2 separate regions of the Mus musculus genome follow, and region 2 is linked to region 1. The links are chromatin contacts, called in public HiChIP or PLAC-seq maps. All regions are on one chromosome and are shown on one strand. The core of a region is the stretch at or near the end of the contact, and the rest is flanking DNA. Distances in the headings are between cores, read along the strand shown.

What was found. HiChIP or PLAC-seq counts read pairs in DNA pulled down with a chosen protein or histone mark.
Region 2: a contact with region 1 is called in a RAD21 HiChIP or PLAC-seq map of pro-B cells, with 9 times the contacts expected there. The contact joins two enhancer-like sites. A contact is called at or near these places in 4 of 15 datasets of contacts at CTCF or cohesin (CD8 T cells, the G1E-ER4 cell line, large pre-B cells and 1 more) and 1 of 115 datasets of contacts at active chromatin or transcription factors (T-cell acute lymphoblastic leukemia).

What each region holds. Positions count from the first base shown.
Region 1 is chr13:19,159,423-19,166,457 of GRCm38.p6, reverse strand. The region is part of intron 3 of Gm31887 (a long non-coding RNA gene); the gene reads left to right. Among named protein-coding and RNA genes, the nearest start is that of Gm31887, 31 kb to the left of the region's middle. Within about 2 kb of position 4,162, at least 29 of the 459 cell types and tissues checked have an H3K27ac peak or open chromatin away from gene starts, as enhancers often do. A contact at or near this core is called in CD8 T cells and pro-B cells, where this site is marked.
Region 2 is chr13:19,279,116-19,286,150 of GRCm38.p6, reverse strand. It overlaps Tcrg. Among named protein-coding and RNA genes, the nearest start is that of Gm31887, 89 kb to the right of the region's middle. Within about 2 kb of position 2,785, at least 4 of the 459 cell types and tissues checked have an H3K27ac peak or open chromatin away from gene starts, as enhancers often do. A contact at or near this core is called in CD8 T cells and pro-B cells, where this site is marked.

The DNA of each region.
Region 1 (7,035 bases), core at 2,913-5,412:
ACTGAGGAACTGCCAAACTGATTTCCAGAGTGGTTGTAACAGCTTGCAATCCCACCAGCAATGGAGGAGTGTTCCTCTTTCTCTACATCTTTGCCAGCATCTCCTGTCACCTGAGTTTTTGATCTTAGCCACTCTGACTGGTGTGAGGTGGAATCTCAGGGTTGTTTTGATTTTCATTTCCCTGATGATTAAGGTTATTGAACATTTTTAGGTGCTTCTCAGTCATTCAGTATTCCTCAGTTGAGAATTCTTTGTTTAGCTCTGTACCCAATTTTTAATAGGGTTATTTGGTTCTCTGGAGTCCAACTTTCTTGAGTATATATATTAGTCCCCTATCAGATTTAGAATTGGTAAAGATCTTTTCCCAATCTGTTGGTGGCCTTTTTGTTTTATTGACAGTGTCCTTTGCCTTATAGAAGCTTTGCAATTTTATGAGGTCCCATTTGTCAAGTCTCGATCTTACAGCACAAGCCATTGCTATTCTGTTCAGGAGTTTTCCCCCGTCCCTATATCTTCAAGGCTATTTATGAACTTCTTAAAGCCCTCTATCATCACCATGAGATATGATTCTAATTCTGAATCTTGCCTATTCACTGTGTTGGGGGTATCTAGGACTTGCTGTGTGGGAGAACTGGGTTCTGGTGATGCAAAGTAGCCTTGGTTTCTGTTGGCAAGGTTGCCTCTTGCCATCTGGTCATCTGTGGTGTTAATTGGTCTCTCTCTCTCTTTCTCTCTCTCTCTCTCTCTCTGTTGTCCTTCCTGTGGGCCTGTAAGCCTGTGATCTGAGGTGTGTCAGCACTTCTGGGGTGACCAGCTCTCTCCTGGTAGGATTTGTGTGTGGAGGGCTGTGAAACAGCCTTAGCTCCTGGATGCAGGTAGAGACTGGAAGGATCCTATCCACAGGTGCTCCACTATTCCTGTACAGGGTGGGCTCCTGGCTGGTCTACTTTGGACAGTTATTGGAGTGAAAGTGGTGATCTCACCTCTGAGCTTAGGAGTGAGAGCACTCCTGGGAGACCAGTTCTCTCCTGGCGGGATTTGTGTGTGGAGAGCTGTGGAACAGCCTTAGCTCCCAGGTGCAGATGGAACTCTTCTATTATTTTGTTGAAGATGTTTTCTTGCCCTTTGAGTTGCGAATTTTCACTCTCTTCTATACCTATTATTCTTAGGCTTGGTCTTTTCATCGTGTCCTGAATTTCTTCAATGTTTTGAGATAGGAGCTTTTTGCTTTTTGTACTTTCTTCAACTGTTGTATCAGTGTCTTCTATGGTATCTTCTATGCCTGAGATTCTCTCTTCTATCTCTTGTATTCTGTTGGTGATACTTGCATCTGTTGTTCCTGTTCTCGTTCTTAGGTTTTACATCTCCAGGGTTGTCTCCTTTTGTGTTTTTGCTAGTGTTTCTATTTCCATTTTTAGATCCTGGATGGTTTTCTTCATTTCCTTCACCTGTTTGATTGTGTTTTCCTGTATTTCTTTAAGAGATTTATGTGCTTCCTCTTTAAGGGCTTCTACTTATTTAACTGTGTTCTCCTGTATTTCTTTAAGGGAGTTATTTATGTCCTTCTCAAAGTCCTCTTTCATCTTAATGAGATAGGATTTTAGGTCTGAGTCATGCTTTTCAGATTTGATGGCGTATCCAAAGATGCTTGTTGTGAGAGTTCTGGTTTCTGATGTTGCCAAACAACATTGGCTTCTGTTGCTTATGTTCTTGTGTTTGCCTCTCACCATCTCCTTATCTCTGGTGTTAATTGGCCTTGCTGTCTCTGACTGGAGCCTGTCCTTTCTGTGAGCCTGTGATCTCAGAGCCTGTGTTATGTCAGAAATCCTGGGGGGTGTCAACCTGCCTCTGGATGTGGGCAGAGTGTGTGGAGAGCCAGAGCACAGGGTCTACTCTTGAGATCCTAAGTTTGTCAGAATTCTGGTGGGGCAGGGTTGTGGAGATTTCTCTGGATGTGTGTGGGTATGGGGAATATTGAAACATAGGCTCCACTCCCAGGCATAGGTGCAAACCAGAAGGAACATGTCTGCTAATGGGATTTTTTAAAATCATGATTAAATCAACACATGATAAGTGTAACACATTTACAACCAGAAGTATTTATTTTTGTCATTTATTATTATTGGCATTATTGTTATAGTTATGTTTATATAAAAACCTCAGATATCCACATATACAAACCCTAACCCTAACCCTAACTTAGCAAATAGTTCCAAGAAAGGATGATGGCAGATGGCATCTAGAATAATGAAACTTGATTATTATCTCTCACTTTGAAAATCAACTTCAAATGGATCAAGGACCCACTATAAGATTAAAGCTTTGAACTTCAGAGCAAAAAGTAGAGAATACATTTCAAGATAAAGACACCAGTAGGGACTATTCAATGTTAATTGAGTGAAGAGGTAACCTGCACAATGAGAATAATTTTTTGCCACCTACATGTCAGACAGAGGATTTACAACAAGAATATATGAAGGACAAAAATGTTCGTCCAAAATGGCAGAGCAATGACCAGTATGGCAAAATACCTCATGATAAAGTGGTGGTGTTCATGCCCTGGTGGTGCCAACAACTTTAATTGGACTTAAGACCCACTCAACAAGAGAGAAATCATGCCAGGTACTAGAAATGCAGCCAGCTACACAGAGGTAGTGAAGTCCTGTATCTTGGAGGAGAAGCACAATTACCATTTCACTAAACCAGCATAATCCCTAAACATATTATAATTACTTGTCTTTATACCCACAGATAAATGCAGTCTCCACCTCTCATCAAGGAAATGTCTCTTTGCAACAGAGAACAATATGGAAAGCCATAACCAGTCAAACTGCAGGATAATCGAGTCTATCCCAGTGAATACATATAGAAAATAGTACATATCTATGGCTCAGGGATCAGTGTAGAAGAGGGAGTGGGAAGATTGTCAGAGCCAGAAGAATGGAAAGATTGTGTCTCTTAGAAATTTCAGAAGCCACTCCCATAAAGTCTTATCTCGAGGAGCTGAAGAAGGACAGCAGCAAGAGGCCTCAATCCTACACAACTGTTTTAGGCAACTAAGGAATCTGAGAGTTGGGGAAGAACTCACTAATGGTTATCCAGCACCAAATAGCCATTCCTGAAAATGGACATATAGGTAGCATTATATAGATTTAGTAGATTACATTTAGGAATATATGTGTATACACAATGGTCAATTAGAAAAGAGGTCATACATTTGAGAGAGAAAGGAGGAGGCATAAGGGAGTGTTTGGAAAGAAGAAAGAAAAAGGGGAAATTAAAAATACAAATACTAAATATAGCTATTTTAGTAAAATATATAAAATATAATTTACATTAAATTTCTTTCAATACTTATTTTTAGCTATCAACAGGGTGGGGTGGAGCACCTGGAAGTAATAACAATCCTGTAGTCATGCTTGCTTCTAGCATTTACACTGAAATATTCAAAAAAATATTTCTCACTAAAACTTCTAACAGTTAGAAATGAGCCACTCTGAGACTGGGACACCAGTGTACAAGACAAAACTAGAGCATCTAGTTACCTGAGATCAAAGAAGCCCTCAGACCACTGAGATCATGCCAAAGGCATAGATGCCAACTGCATTGGCTTCTACTTTCCTTCTTGTCAACTCTTCCTTCTTCAGAATCTTCAGATTCAAGACTTCTTCTAAATTGGTGCAACAGAAATTGTCATTTTGGTCTGTGAATTTTCAGTTTGTATAACTAGGCTTAAGCACATCTTTTATTTTATTTTATTTTATTTTATTTTATTTTATTTTTGGTTTTTTCAAGACAGGGTTTCTCTGTATAGCCCTGGCTGTCCTGAAACTCACTCTGTAGACCAGACTGGCCTTGGACTCAGAAATCCGCCTGCCTCTGCCTCCCAAGTGCTGGGATTAAAGGTGTGCACCACCACGCCCGGCTAAGCACATCTTTATTAAACGAAATAAAAGCCATTACCATTAACACGGTTTTGCTAATGAGAAATAAATGCTTATTTCTGTAGTGTAACAGTCTGTCCTTTAGAACTGATGGGCTGAAAACCCTCCTTGCATCTTGCTGGTTATGGAGCCACTTTACTGACCGAATGTCTAGACGGTTGAGGAAGTGGTTGCTGGTTGTTTAGAAGTCAGGAGAGTGTGGCAGGATGTGGCAATTGTAATTCTGTTCTTTCAGCGTTTGAAGCATTGGCTGTGCAATGGGTATTTTTTAGTGGTGCTGTGCAGAATTGGGCCCTTTCTGTTGACTGATGCTGCCTGTAGGCACCGAGGTTTTCTGTGCATCTAATTGGCTTGCTGAGTATACATTTTGCTTGTGATTATTTTACAGGGATTCAGACCGGACCACCAGCAGACCGTTAAATGGTGACCCTGACCTCCTTTTGGTTCAAGTCTGGCTTAAGGAAATAGATATGGCTTCAAAATAGATGTCTTCTGCCTTTCCCGGTAATTGTGCAGGCCATATATCAACAGACCCGAATCCCTGTCATTATAGAATTGCAACAAGTGCAGGTTATAGCAAACGCATCAATTTCCTATTTCTATTTCAACCCCTATGAGATGCTCCCTAGCAATGGTACAGAAATTAGTCTATTTACCATGATTTATTATAATTACTGCATTCCCCATGGTTTCCTGACTTGTAAGTAGGTGTCTGATCTCCCTGTATTATGTTTTAGGCACAGTGAGGCCATTAATGTTTGTAGCTATCTCCTGGGACCACAATACATCAGGATTAAGAGCACTCACCACGGAGTCTGAAACATCACAGACATTTAGTATGTTTGTACAGGGGGGAGGGGGGTGCCATCAAAATATACTTTAGGATTATATTAGGAGATTATAAGGGTGTCAGTGGAGCTAAATTGTGTGTTATCACTATAGAAGATTAAAAGAAACTAGCATTAATAGACTTTTTATCCTGCCAGCCTGGGATAGGTCATGGACAGCAACAGTGACTCTAAAACCATTACTGACCTAGAAGGCTGAATCAGGAGTTAATAGCAGAGGAGACAGGGCTCCGAGGAGGTAAACAGACGATGCTTGTCCATGTCCATGTGCCTGTGCAGCTCTTACAACCTGCAGGTTCTCAGGCTGCAGAAGTATCTCTCACCAATGTTGGGAGTCTGGGCTAGGCGCCATGTCCAGGGAAACTGAGTGTATCCTGGACACATATGTGCATGAAGATGTCAGGAAGCTTCCAAGGACCGGCGTCAGCCTGGCCCGGGGGGGGGGGTGGGGGCAGTTCTGAGGAAGGGCTGTCTGGGAACAGCGGTGGGGAGGGGGGAGGGAAGGACTTGTGTCCAATCTGGCAGCCTATGTTCTGCTGGAGATAGCTTTCCAGCTCTCTTTCTCTTTGTTCTGCTTTCTTTCCCTCTGATCTGATTTCTCTGGAGACCTCCAGACTTTCTCTCTGTGTTCTGCTTGAGACAGTTCTCTAATCAGGTCTCTCTTGCTATCCTAAAATATTCTCTGGATAGCTCGTCTCCTGCAGGCCATAAGCCCAGTCTTTTTACTTTACGTATCAGTCCCGTTATTTACTTCAGTATCCCATGAATCAGCATCTCGTGATCCCAGCCCCTTAATTCCTCGGAGACAGTAAGCACATATTCTCTTTAAACATTGCAAAAGAATTCAGAGGTTTGCTTGCCTGGTAAGCACAGATGGTGAGCTAGCTGCGTGGGACCTTGTCCTGAAATTACCATTTCTACCACACCTGAGCCTAACTGTGCTGTGTCCTAGGCTGACCCTGAACGCAGGAATCTGCCTGGCTTTGTATCTTTCTGAGAAGCAGGCTCATTACTGTGGCTGCCTTTGCTCCTTTAGATTCATGAAGCCCCTCATATAGTTCATATTGCATCCTTATTCTTTGCATAATTGATAAATTATATATTTTTGAATTCATGTTTTTAGAGTTCTTTTCCACAGCCTTAAGGGCTGTCCTGAAGGTCCCAGTATATACCATTATTTGCTGAGACATTAACCACACCTTTTTGCAGATTATCATGTAGTCATTAACATTAACAGAGAGGTCATTCCTATGAAATGTGTAATATGGACATAGTGTGAAATGTGTACATTATTATACAATCAAACCTTAGGCCCAGGGCAGCCATCAACACTCTTGGAGGCTGACATCCACTGGCCCCGTCGCAGGGACAGGAACCCTGTCATTTTGTCCTTCGAAGGTCATGTTGGATCCAGCAAAAAAAGCCATCAGTTCTGATCAAACCCTGCCTCAGGTACACGACTGTCTGTCACACTACACAGCCAGCCTGAGGGGCTCATCTAGAAAGCACAACCGAAGTATGATCCATGCACACAGTACAGTGGGCAGAGGGACTTCTCAAGATGAAACTCCTGGGAGGGCACCTTTAGAGCACCTGGCTGGGAACCTACAACTTTGAACAGCTTAGCGTTGAAAAGGGCGGGATGACCAGTCAAGCCAAGTGTGTCTTTGGGAAGGTCACTGTCACAGGCAATAATAACTTTTTCCTCGTGTGTCCCACTGTGATGTGCAGAGAACTGCAACAACACATTAGTGGGGAAATAGATAGGTTAGTTTTAAGGGCAATTTAAAATTTTATAACCTTTTAATCTTAATAATAATTCTTCAAGGGAGATAAAAACTGCATTTGACGGGCAGGAGAATTGGAATTTAGGAAGCCTTACCTGCTTAAGGTCACTTTAGACACGAGGAGGCGTGGACTAAACAAGCCCGGAAAGTCCCCAGCAGAAGCCACTGCCACGTCAGGAACTTTGTGTAGACAAAACATCTATCCCAGAGTAGACAGTGAAAGGGAATAATGTGAAGAAAAGTTCAGAAGCTAAAAGAATCACACTCAGATGTCACTAAAGGATGCAGGGTGTTTTCCTGTCATTTAGCAAACTATGGGGACAGAAAAACATGGAAGACATTTTCCCCAGCACTTCAATCGTTAATGGAGCTTTTTAAAAAGTTAATTCTTGATGTATTAAATGATAACAAACACCTCGTAGGACATATTTATCCTTTTCCTACGAAGAGTAGGGT
Region 2 (7,035 bases), core at 1,536-4,035, 120 kb before region 1:
GGGTTTCTATCTCCAGCGTTGCCTCACTTTGGGTTTTCTTTATTGTTTCTACTTCCCTTTTTTAAGTCTTGGATGGTTTTGTTCAATCCCATCACCTGTTCGGTTGTGTTTTTCTGTTTTTCTTTAAGTGAGTTATTAAAGCCCTTCTTGATTTTCTCTACCAGCATCATGAGATATGATTTTAAATCCCAGTCTTGCTTTTCAGGTGTGTTGGGTTATCCAGGACTGGCTGAGGAGGGATTGCTGAGTTCTGATGACAGTGAGTGGTCTTTGTTTCTGTTAGTAAGATTCTTTTATTTGCCTTTCACCATCTGGTAATCTTTGGAGTTAGTTGTTATAGTTGTCTCTGGTTGGAGCTTGTTCCTCCTGTGATTCTGTTATCCTCTGTCAGCAGACCTGGGAGTCTAGCTCCCTCCTGTGTCTCATTGGTTAGAGTACTCTCTGCAGGCAAGCTCTCCTGCTTGCAGGGAAAGTGAACAGATATCTAGCGTTCAAACCTGCCTCCTGGCTGAAGACGAAGGCCTGAAACAGGGCCCATCTCAGAAGCTGTGTCACTTCTGCCTGTCCCAGAAGCTGTGCAGTTTCTGTAGTCCGCACTCTACCTGTGCAGACTAGTCTCTGAGACCCAAGATGGCTCCCCTACCTGCTCCAGAAGAGCCCTCCGGGCAGACACTGGACACCCCTCCTCTGGTGGGGAAGGTGCCCGGATGTCTGGAGCCTGAAACACAGTCTGTCCCAGAAGCTGTGTTGCTTCTGTCTGTCCCAGAAGCTGTGATGATTCTGTAGTCTGCACTCTCACCTGCCCAGACTAGTCTCTGAGAGATCCTCAACCCAAGATGGCTCCCCCACCTGCTCCAGCAGAGCCCTCCCAGGCTCCTCTGGTAGAGAAGGTGCCAGAATGTCTGGAGCCTGAAACGGGGCCTGTCCCAGAAGCTATGTCACTTCTGTAGTCCACACTCTCACCTGCCTACTTACTTTCATTTATCTGTTCTGAAACAAAAACTTACTCTGGTGCCTGGGCTGGTCTCCATTCTATACTCAAGATATATCCCTGTTTCAGTCCTCTAAGATGGATAGTCTATAAGCCTGTGTCACTACGTGGCTGACTTGTTACTATTGTGATGATGGTGATGATGGTGATGATGATGATGATGATGATTGAGAGTGCTAGTTGTGCTGAAGAGTTGTATTATTCCCAAGGATTGGATGAAGTGAGCCACCGATGAAGGCCTGGCCTGTGGGCAACAGGCACAGGTGTTCAGGAGATGCCAGCTGATTTGCAGATGACAGGAAACGTATGTGGAGAACACAAAAATGCCTGTGCAAGTGGCTGTTTTGAGTCCTCCCTCCTCTGCTGCCTTATCCTCCTGCTCCTGTGAAGGAGCCACTACACTTTCTTTTCTTTGAGTGAATGACATGAAGGTGGCAAAGAGAGTGTGTGCTGCTCTTGCAGAAGACTGGAGTTGGGCTGCTACCTCAACTTGGGTAGCTTGCAACTGCCTGGAAGTCCAGCTTCGGGGGATCATGACCCTTTTCTGGCCTCTGCAGGCTCCTGCAATCCAAAGTGCATGTGCCCACACAGCGAGACACAAATTATGTTTATTTATTTACACATCACTAAAATGTATGTACACATAACTAGCATGTACACACAACTAAAAGTAAAATTAATCTTGTAGAAAGAAGAATTGAAAACAAAGTGAAGTAGAGTGAGATATCTGAAGCAGGAGTTCTGCCTCCATCTTCATTGTCTTGGCTCTGGGATCTCTCAGTGAGAAGCAGTGTAGGACATGCCTCCCACATCCTAGAAAGCTGCCCACACCACTCCGGATAGGAAGGTACTAACAGTCAAAGAGAATAGTGGCTGATAAGGATGAGGTGAAAAGAAGCCTTCTTTCTGCCCTGTTGGTGGTAATAGGAATTGGTGAAGCCCTTATAGAAATCATAGTGGAGAGACCTCAGGCAGTCAGGAGTAGACCTGCCAAGAGACACCGCTGCTAATTTCCCAAGTGGAAAACCAAAGAAAATTAAATGACTTTTGAGTTTGCCAAGGGATGTGTGCTCTCTCATGTTTTGTGAGCATTTATCCCAGAGAGAGGATGTGAAAAGCTCATAATTCTGTATTTGGATGAATGAGTAAAGGTAGTGCAACACACACGCACGCACGCACGCGCGCGCACACACACACACACACACACACACACACACACACAAGGAATATGTGGAAGAAGAAAATGACTCTTCTCTTTCAGCACATATTGATTTCCAAGTGTTCCTCAGTGAGGAAAGGGCTCTGTGCCCTGCCCTCATTTCATCTAATCCTTGGGAATTATACAATTCTGCAGCACCGATAGAATTCTCATTCCACAGTTCACCACTTGGGCTCTTTTTATTCCATACATGAGATTTCTTATAAACTTAGAGTTGAGGTGGAGTTAGGTGAAACCCTGAAGTTCCCTGACCATCTAGCCTGTATAGATGTGCAAGTTCCAGGCTGAGGAGAGGACTCATCTCAAAAATCAAGATGGGCGGTGCCTAAAGATCAGTAGTCATGATTGTCCTCAGTGCCACAGTGGTGCATGTGTGGATGCACGTGTGGATCTGTCTACATGAGAACACATGCATTAAAAGAATAAGCCAATAACTAAAACTAAAAGAAAGGCAGTGTGCATTCCCAACCTTCCTGCACCACATAGCAAACCTCTCTGTTGCTTTATGTATACATGATATACACAGAATAACACATAACACAGTGACAGAAGGCTGTGACAGAAGATGACACAAGGGGGCACTACTGTGTAGCAATTGGAGGCCTCTCCCTCTGACTTTCCAGGAGAGAGGGTACCTGGAGGAGACAGTGATGCAGCTGAGACTACAGAGGAAGTGGAGTTAGCCAGGAAGACAGAGTTATGCAGCACTCAGCTAGGAAAAGCTGCCAGACATGCCCTGCATTCAAAACATGGGATTCTGGGTAGGGAGAAGTTGAAGATGGAAAAGTCAGGAGGAGAGGAGGCACTTCAGAGTGCCAGGGTTCTGGAAATTTGACTTCATGCTCACATGCCAGAACAAGAGAACTCTAATCCTGGAAGTGGACAGATGAGATCTGTACATTTGGGGAGACAATTGGTAGAGGACCAAGGTTGAGGACATTACTCAGAGTGGGAAAGGCTGGAGATTGTGAAAAATGTCTAGGGCAGGATGTACCAGAATTGAAGAGTGAAGTATTGGCAGTGAGAATGAGCTGACATACATGTCCCTGCAGTCAGCAGAGTAGACCACAGTAGTAAGCCTTGGATTTTGGAGGAGACACTCTCTGCTGTGTGCACATGTACCTAAGGCCCTCTTTAGGCAAGCTTGCAGTGGTCTGCGGACAGCTGCATATGATCCCAGAAAGCATCCAAGAGAAGTGGCTTGAAATGTCTCAGAATCCCTCCTCTCTCCTCTCAAATATAACTAAAGTCAAGGATGGTAAGTGGCTGTTCAGAATCAGTGAAGCAGGAACCAAAGGCAGCTAACACTTTAGGGGTGGATTTTGAAGAACAGTTTGTGGAAGTGCCCTAATTCAGACCAAATGTTCTGGGTTAGAAAGAAAATCATACAGAATAGTACTGATCTAGAAATCATGACTGATTTTGAAAGGATAACTCTGGGATTTATTAGAAATAGTTCAGGGATTTGAGGAAAGACATAGACCTTAAATGTGAACAAAGATGATCTAACTGGTATCAGTAATTAGTTTATAACTGGCCAAGGCTAGCCCTTGCATGTAGTTCAGGAGGAGTTAGAGGCTGGTAAAGCATGGTCTTCAGCAGAGTGAAGGCAAGTTGTCTGCATGCCAAATGATGCTTAGCACAGCTCTGGCTCTGGTCCGATAGCTCACTGCTGTGTTGAGTGGTTCTTCTGTAACAGAGAGTGAGGAAAGAAAGCAAAGACCAACATCATGGCTTCCATCCATGGCCCTAAGTCAGTTCCTAGGGGACAAATGGCTTATCCTTACATCAGTTTTCCAAAGACCCACATCCTATAACTTGTGCATAGTGGGGTTTCTCAAGAAAGTTCAGTCACTAAGGGAACAGAGAGGGGGAGGGGAAAAGAGGGGGAGGGGAGAGTGAAAGCGAGGGTGGAGAGGTGGGGAGGGGGAGAGAGTCAGAGGTAGTTGATTAGCAGTCAATGCATACTTGCAGTCAGGTTTCCTTGGGTGGGCAGAGCTGAGGAGGAAGGTTTGTCCCTTTAGTTAAGCTCTGTCCATCTTATAGGACTAGCCTGCTTCAACCCTTAACTAGGGCTCTTGGCAAACTTCTTTTGGGAATGTGAGAATTATAAACTCAGTGGCAGTCACACAATGGTCTCTGCAATTTCTTTTACAGCTGTTGAGGGTCTAGAGAAAAAGGCTGCTGAAGATAAGCAAGGCTGAGTAACCCTACTCCAAACTCAGTGATCCCACATCGTTATCTTCTTACACAGAAAACAAAGACTATGATTACCACATTGACTCTTGAGTCCTCTGTCATTTGGCCTAGTATCTGGCATTTTGAAAATGTACAGAACATGTTATATTCTATTGTAAACGATGTGTAGCATGCATGCATCCTATGAACCTATGTATCTATCTACCAGTCTTGGTTTTCTTTCTATCATTGTGACAAAATGTTACGACTAAAAGCATCATACTGAGGAAAGAGGTCATTTAGGTGAGAGTACTATATTACAGTCTATAATGTGAAGAAACCAGGATCTCAAGGCAGGAACTAATGGAGTAGGAGTGGAGGAATGATGTTTATAAGTTTGCTTCCCATAGTTAACTCACCATACTTCTTTGTAGCCCCCAGGACTACCAGCACAGGAGTGCTAATGCTCATAGTGAAATGGGTGCTTCCACATCAATCAGCAACAAAGAAAATGCTGCACAGATTTGCCAGGAGGCCAATCTAATGGAGGCATTTTCTCAATTGAGAGTCTTTCTTCCCAAATGTCTATAGCTTGTGTCCAGTTAACATAAAACTAATTGTAATAAACATAAATTTGATCTTCTTCTTTTTTTCATATACATACATAAATACACAGAGAGAGGGAGAGGGAGATGGAGAGGGAAATGAGGAGAGAGAGGAGAGAAGGGAGAGAAGGAGAGAAGGATAGGGAGAGAGAAAGAGGGAAAGGGAAAGTAGGGGAGAGAGGGAGAGAGGTTTGTGTATAGATAACTTACCATCATATCTTTGCTACTGATCCTCTTACAGTTTGTAGACAGAACACCTACATGTGAATAAACTCTCATAAAATGTCATTCTGAATTTAATTTTACTTCAAATTATCAATCTTGATTCCATTTGAACACAACAATAATCCCCTAATTTATTGCCTTTTTCATGGCATAGATTGTCTTTCATCTTGTAGAAGCAGAGAAATAGTATCTAAAGTTGATGGAAGGACAAGTTTAGGGCAAGACTGAGCTACAGTCTTATCAGTTGGCCCTGTTCAGCTCTGCTTCCTCTCTGGTTGCTAAGAGAAGACAGAGCTAAGGCCAATCTAGGAGGCACATGATGACCTCTGTAGCCCTTTAGATTCATAGAGGTTATTCTGCACCCAGAATTACTATTAACAGAGAAGGACTTAAATCTACTATGACTACCATTCAGATTTAATCACTTCCCATCACTGACCCAGAGGAAATCTAGAGCTCAGGACAAGAGAAAGAAGGGACAGAGGTTTCTGTATATACTTGTAAAGATGCTCAACACATATCTCTATGTAAGTATCCAATATATCCTTTGTAGGGCCAGATTCGAGGAAAGATAATGTGTGAATTTGTTTTTGTCCTGGAATACTTTGGTTTCTTCATCTATGGAAAATGAAAGTTTGGCTGGGTATAGGAGCCTGGGCTGGCATTTGTGTTCTCTTAGTGTCTGTATAACATCTGTCCAGGATCTTCAGGCTTTCATAGTCTCTGGTGAAAAGTCTGGTGTAATTCTGGTAGGCCTTCCTTTACATGTTACTTGACCTTTTTCCCTTACTGCTTTTAATATTTTATCTTTATTTTGTGCATTTGTTGTTCTGATTATTATGTGTCAGGAGGAACTTCTTTTCTGGTCCAGTCTATTTGGAGTTCTGGAGGCTTCTTGTATGTTAATGGGCATCTCTTTCTTTAGGTTTGGGAAGTTTTCTTCTATAATTTTGTTGAAGATATTAGCTGACCCTTTAAGTTGAAAATCTTCATTCTCATCTACTCTTATTATCTGTAGGTTTGGTCTTCTCATTGTGTCCTGGATTTCCTGGATGTTTTGAGTTATGGAATCACCATGCCTGACCTAAAGCTGTACTACAGAGCAATAGTGATAAAAACTACATGGTACTGGTATAGCGACAGACAAGTAGACCAATGGAATAGAGTTGAAGACCCAGAAATGAACCCACACACCTATGGTCACTTGATCTTTGACAAGGGAGCTAAACCATCCAGTGGAAAAAAAGACAGCATTTTCAACAAATGGTGCTGGCACAACTGGCGGTTATCAAGTAGAAGAATGCGAATTGATCCATTCCTATCTCCTTGTACTAGGTCAAATCTAAGTGGATTAAGGAACTCCACATAAAACCAGAGACACTGAAACTGATAGAGGAGAAAGTAGGGAAAAGCCTCGAAGATATGGGCACAGGGGAAAATTTCCTGAATAGAACAGCAATGGTTTGTGCTGTAAGATCGAGGAATGACAAATGGGACCTCATGAAACTGCAAAGCTTCTGTAAGGCAAAAGACACCGTCAATAAGACAAAAAGGCCACCAACAGATTGGGAAAGGATCTTTACCTATCCTAAATCAGATAGGGGACTAATATCCAACATATATAAAGAACTCAAGAAGGTGGACTACAGAAAATCAAATAACCCCATTAAAAAATGGGGCTCAGAGCTAAACAAAGAATTCTCATCTGAGGAATACCGAATGGGTGAGAAACACCTGAAAAAATGTTCAACATCCTTAATCATCAGGGAAATGCAAATCAAAACAACCCTGAGATTCCACCTAACACAGTCAGAATG